2 separate regions of the Triticum aestivum genome follow, and region 2 is linked to region 1. Evidence: chromatin contacts called from public Hi-C data. All regions are on one chromosome and are shown on one strand. The core of a region is the stretch at or near the end of the contact, and the rest is flanking DNA. Distances in the headings are between cores, read along the strand shown.

Region 1 (2,995 bases), core at 200-2,699:
GGCACCAAAATCTAAAATGAGCTTGGACATTCACGGGAATCTTGAATTCCGAACTTCACTCTTGAAAATGAAAACCATTGGTATGTGTTTTGGTGAGTCCAAAGCCCCGAAGTCTAAAGATGAATTTTGAGAAAAAAATGTCAGCATAAGAATTGTGCATTTGTAATATGAGAATCAACTACATATTACCCACCTAATGCACCATTTGATTTTACATAAAGATTCATGCGATTTTATAGTTTTACTTTTTCCCTCTGTTTTGTCTGATTTATGTTTTATTTCTTTTTTTTAACTTTCTCCATGTCGCGCGCAAATAGAATTCTAATCATAAACGGCTGCACGAAACTACAGTTGCATGCCAGTCGACCATGCACAATTGTAGTAGCATGCCCACACATCAATGTGCAACTGCAGTTGCACGCCCACGCACTGACGTGTAAATGTAGTTACATGATTGCTGACTGTGCGTAACTGCATGTCCATCGACCGCGCGCAACTACAGTTACACGCACGCGCACTAGGGTGCAACTATAGTTGCACGTCGTCCACTGTGTGCAACTGCATGTCCGTGGGTACACATGCCCAACAGCCGTGCACAACTATGTCAATTTTTAAAAAATACAATGGAGAAGGAGAAACTAAAAATAAAATGATGAAAAAAAAATCAAAAAACAGCAAAAAAGCCATATGCGGATGTCACCTATGGTAAAATTTACTTAAATCTCATCTTGATGAGAACTTGGGATAATTAAGTAGTTTGACAATTGTAGGGAGCGGATTAGGAGCACTCGGATGCTCCACCCCCCTATGTTCAAAAATAATTTAGTAATTCAAAAAAGGTCAAAAATCCCGGAACTTTTTTGGAATCAAATATGACCAGGTATTGTACGTGTATAAAAAATTTGGCCAAAGAATGATTCCCGTTGACTTCAAGGCAAAAATAAATAAATTTATGTCGACAATATAGCATGAATAATACTTTTATCTAGCTTTTGGGGCAAATCTTTGACCCCGGATACAATGAAAGTCATTCCCTGTTTAATGTTTTTATACAAGTGCGATACATGGTCATGTTTGATTCCATAAGAAGTTCCAGGGTTTTTTGAATTATTTTTGAATTACTAAATTAGTTTTGAATATAAGGGGTGGGTGGCGCCTTGCTCATATGTATTTTCCGACAATAGTATACAACTATAATGTGCGATGTGGGGGAGACAAAAGAGAGACCAAAGTTTGGAAGCCTTTATAAATAAATAAATTAAACAGCTATGTTAGTTGCACATACAGATATTTTTGTTAGTTGGGGTGTTGCCATCAGGAGTATGTAAGAAAGCGTGAATTTGATGGCTACAATTGCGCCTTGTTGATGCCGGGATCCGGACTGATCAAATCGATCAAGATCCGTATGGATAGGTGTGACAAGTTGGTTGTGTCCTTTTCCAGGACACCGACTTGTATGCCTCCTGCGCCAATTGAGTCTTCCTGTCTCTAGAAGCGCCAAGGAGCTATCAAGCTTAGCTTAGGCTGGTTATAATGGATAGTATCATAAGTTAGTATCATGCATATGATACTAGTGTATGATACTACCTCTCTAATGCATAGTATCATATGATAGTATTATAGATGACTTTATTTATTGTCATGCATGACACATACTAGTATAGCATTTATTATGATACGGTATCATGATATGATACTCAACCCTCTCTTACTTCATTTAATTCTATGCCACCTCATCAAAGTTGCCTAGTTGGCATGCATAATACTAGCTATGATACTCCCATTACAACCAGCCTTAGCCCAGCCAGCAGCAGCTGGAGAATCGCCAGCACGATCGTGACATACATCAAGCCAAAATCCAATAGCTTTAACGATGATTGGACTCTTCATAGACTTCAATTTAATTTGCATACAAAATTTGCAGCACCACAGCTGTCAGCCTTCTATTATTCATAATTAGTCTCTAGTAGACGCCATCAGGATATGTTCGCTCTGTTTTTTATAGGTAGATGCATTTGCTCTATCATGATGAAAATTCACTGATTTTTTGTCAACTACTAGGTGATGGCTGACGAATCCTGTGGAGACGGTTGTTTTTGTGCCGCTCGGGTTCAACGGCCGCCCGAGGATTCAACGGTCTGCATGGGCACGTTCACTGGATATTTTTTTTTAGCAACTGGCCACGTTCACTGGATGGCAATGATACAAATGGAAGGCCCAAATGGGAAACACAAAGATAAGCCCAACATGTCACACCAGCAGCATCACGTCTTCTCCCTTTCCCGTGATAATTTGGTAGTAGAATGATGGCCCTATTGACCCATCCATGCACTGGCCTTCCGCTTCCTCCGTAGTGCAACCTAAGCATTTAGGTCCAACTGGCTTTCTCCTAGGTAGTACTACAAAGATAAAGTTGTATCGATGGGGATTGATGGAAAAGATGCAAAATTATGAACTCTACAAGCCTAATTTTCCAAGACTGACTCATGAGTGATTCCTCTCATCAGCCCCGACTCCACATTGTCCCAACATCTTCTTTAATTTCCCATTTCATTCCCTGCAAAAGAGATGTCCCATCTTATGAATTTTATCGCTTTTGACGAAGCAGAGACCAAGCCCACATTGCTTAGGTTGGATTTCTATAAAAACTAAAGATCTCCTTTGATGGTTTTCTACGAAAGACAACACCAAGCCCACATTGACATAGCTCGAATGTCCCCATCTAACAAAGAGACAATACCTTATATGCTCGACAAATTTTCATTTCACTCCCAGACTCCCTCCATTCCATAGTGTAGTGTATATTGGGTTTTAGGTAAGTCCAACAAGTTTATGTTTGATTGAGATCGGTTATAGAAAAATGTCAACATCCAAAATGAAAAATTAGTATCATTAGATTCATCATGAAGTGTATTTTCATATTTTATTTATTTAGTATCTTATATGTGATAGTTTTTTTTATATACTTGGTCAAACATAAACATGTTTTTAAAAG
Region 2 (2,948 bases), core at 285-2,784, 160 kb before region 1:
CAATCCAAACGGCTCGGTTTGCAAAGAAACGAAAAAAAACTCATCTAGGCAATTCGTCGAACACTGAGTGCGGTGGTGGTGCACCGGCCGGCCAGTGTCATTCAGACCAAACAGGTTGGCTATGACGAGAGCGAATGACCTGCAGCGGTGTGCAGCACGGTGAGATGCGGCGGCCGACAGAAAAAGAAGAAGCAATGAAGCAATCCGACGAATCATCAATGGCAACGGCAGCGGCTTTTCACCTTGATTCCTGCGATGGCGACGGCAGCCGAAGGGGCTCGACATCGGCAGGGCGGCGGGGAGCGGGGGGACGACGAGGTAACGGCAGGGCGGGCGGTCGGTCGCCGGGAGGCACGCCGGCGAATATGCAGGGGTGTGGGGCGACGCGAGAGAGAGGCTCGGCTTCTACTCAACTGCTGAGCGGTGGAGTAAATTTCGTGAGAAAGTTGAGGCCGGAGTAATAATTTTACTCCCTTACGGCGGATAAGGAATCGGCTAGCTTACTCCTCAAACGGTTATAAGAAATCGGTTAGAAATTCCCTAACCTAATAGCTTCCTGAAGTGCAACAGCTTGTATATTTGATTTGAATTGATCAAAACATGTGCTCACAACGCTGGAGAATTAAGTATGATAGTGAAGGACAAGCGCTTAAATATTTGACCGGCGGCCCCCATGACTTTGTTTGGCTGCCTACTTGTGTTTAGCTGATACATACATGTATGGTCGGTCTCGGACCCTCGCTGTCAGATTGAAAGTGTGCCCTGGTTTGTGCTGGTTGAAAAGGACCGATCGATGCAGACGGATCATACTTATCACGGGGATGTGGATTGCAAGATCACATGCATCATGAGCTTTGCTGTACCTACGAAATATGTAGCATTTTTGCATGCATCATGCAGGATGGAAGCTCCAAAGTCCAAAAGCATGCCCATTTTCCTTTTTTTTGGAACAAAAATTTCCATTAATTCTCGATATGCAATGTAAATATACTAATACATCATCGTATTCATTTTTTTATTTCCGTAATTACCGAGATTTGCAAGGGAGCTCGATCGACTTATTGACCGAGCGGTCGAGCAAGCATGCATGTCTTGAATCGAACCAGCTAGCTGCCTGCACACGCAGGGCCATGCATGCATGCGTGGCACAGTGCATAGTGGATGGCATGCATGCTTCAATTATCCTCTGGATCGTGTATGTGTGGCACGGAATACGACACCACATTGTTCATTTTTGTCATGCTCATGCATGCATGCATGCATGCATGCACCGATTTGAATTACACCCGGGCACCGGCGCATCTCGAGTGGTCGACGGAGACGAGCCACTTGGATCGAGAGCTGGTGAAAGCAACGTGTGAGGGATATATATCCATCCATGATCCAACCATGCGGCTCCGGGCCGTATGCATGTGACAACCTCCCCCATTTCCGGCCGTCGACACGTCCGAACACGGAACGCGTACGCGGCTTCGCCGGACTCAATGATCGATCATGGACGCGACGCCTCTTGGCTGGCGGTAGCCATTCAGCGACAGCGACGCCGGGCTTCCCTGAAAGGGACGCCGCCTCGGCTCACCGGTCGATCGTCAGGTACGTACTGTACATGATTAAAAGCCTGCTAATTTTGTCAAGCCCTCCGACACAAAAAAACATGTGAATCTAGCGGCACCCCACCAGAACACGTGCGCCTTTGCACGGGTTGCACGAGCAGCGTGGCGGGAAATTTGTTACGGGGATTAAAATTCAGATTAGTACCACTGTTAAACAACAGTGAGAAACGTAAGTGGACGTGTAAGACTGGGGCGCACCGTACGGTGGAAAGAGCAGTGGTACGTACGTCCCTGGACCGCCACTGGGTTCACTGCAGCCGCAAAGCAAAACCAAACCTCGTTGGCTCCGTCTTTTTCATCGGAGGAGTAAAGTTCTCGCTGGCCCTCCCTCCCCTGGGTTCACTGGCGCAGGAAACTGAGCCGGCCAGGCGTGCCTGCCTGCCTGCCTGCATCCGGCACGCACTTCTCCGGCACTCATCAACCATGGCCCTGCAACTGTACGTCGGTCTCTGCGTTCTGTTCCTCTGGCGCGGGCGATCGAGCCAGCCAGCCAGCCGGCGGCCGGTGGTCCGGCGCCAACGCGCGCGCCGTGGAAAAGTCTGTGCGCCCGCCACTGATCAGGCATGCTGCCTGTGTCTGTGCTGCGTAGCGTATGCATGCGTTTCTCTGCGATTTTGTCGTCCTCGTCGTCGCGCAGCAGCAGCAGCCATCACATCGGTGGTCAGTAAGTTGGAGTTATGGGGAGTGGCGCCGTGCGGGAAACGTGGAGGGCCCGGCCCCGCCACGCATGCCCATGCCCGCCGGGGAGCCGACCTGCCTGCCTGCTACCGCTGCCCGACCCGACCCGACCCTAATTTAAAGCCCCGTCCGTCGATCCCGTGGCGGGGCCGGCGACCCGGCCAAGCCCCGGCGTCTGTCTACTACTACTTTGGACTTTGCCCGAGCCATGCCAGTGCGCCCGAGCTCCAAAACGCCAGCGCGCGCCCAGGCCACCGCGCCCGAGCCCGGGGCCGGCGCTGCCCATGCGCATACCGTTTGACCGCTGGCTAGTGGCTAGGCTGACCGGCGCACGCACACACACGAGCGCACGCCATGGACGTACGTACGTTTGACACCATCCGTCAATCCATCCATGGATGATCATCGATCCATACGTGAACATGGGCGGGGTGAGACAGACAGACATGCGCGTATGGGCTTGTGTACTGCAAACGCATCGCTGACGAGGGACGGACGGACGGACGGGGACTGACTGGACTGGCAGTGGTGGTTGTTGGATTGACGACCCGCCCCATACCCCCATTACAGCACACCGACCGATCGAACGGGTCGACGGAGGCCGCGCGCGCGGGGAGCGGGGAGAGGCAGAGGTACTGGAGCGCGGACGTTGGAAGC

Evidence for each region. Hi-C and Micro-C count contacts between places; a contact is called where the count stands out from the background.
Region 2: a Hi-C map of leaf shows a contact between it and region 1, with 3 times the contacts expected there. The contact joins two enhancer-like sites. A contact is called at or near these places in 2 of 5 Hi-C or Micro-C datasets (both in leaf).

What each region holds. Positions count from the first base shown.
Region 1 is chr3B:792,818,730-792,821,724 of IWGSC CS RefSeq v2.1, reverse strand. No RefSeq gene overlaps it. Among protein-coding and RNA genes, the nearest start is that of LOC123072470, 140 kb to the right of the region's middle. Within about 2 kb of position 1,449, at least 2 of the 8 cell types and tissues checked have an H3K27ac peak or open chromatin away from gene starts, as enhancers often do. A contact at or near this core is called in leaf, where this site is marked.
Region 2 is chr3B:792,979,212-792,982,159 of IWGSC CS RefSeq v2.1, reverse strand. No RefSeq gene overlaps it. Among protein-coding and RNA genes, the nearest start is that of LOC123072472, 230 kb to the left of the region's middle. Within about 2 kb of position 1,534, at least 3 of the 8 cell types and tissues checked have an H3K27ac peak or open chromatin away from gene starts, as enhancers often do. A contact at or near this core is called in leaf, where this site is marked.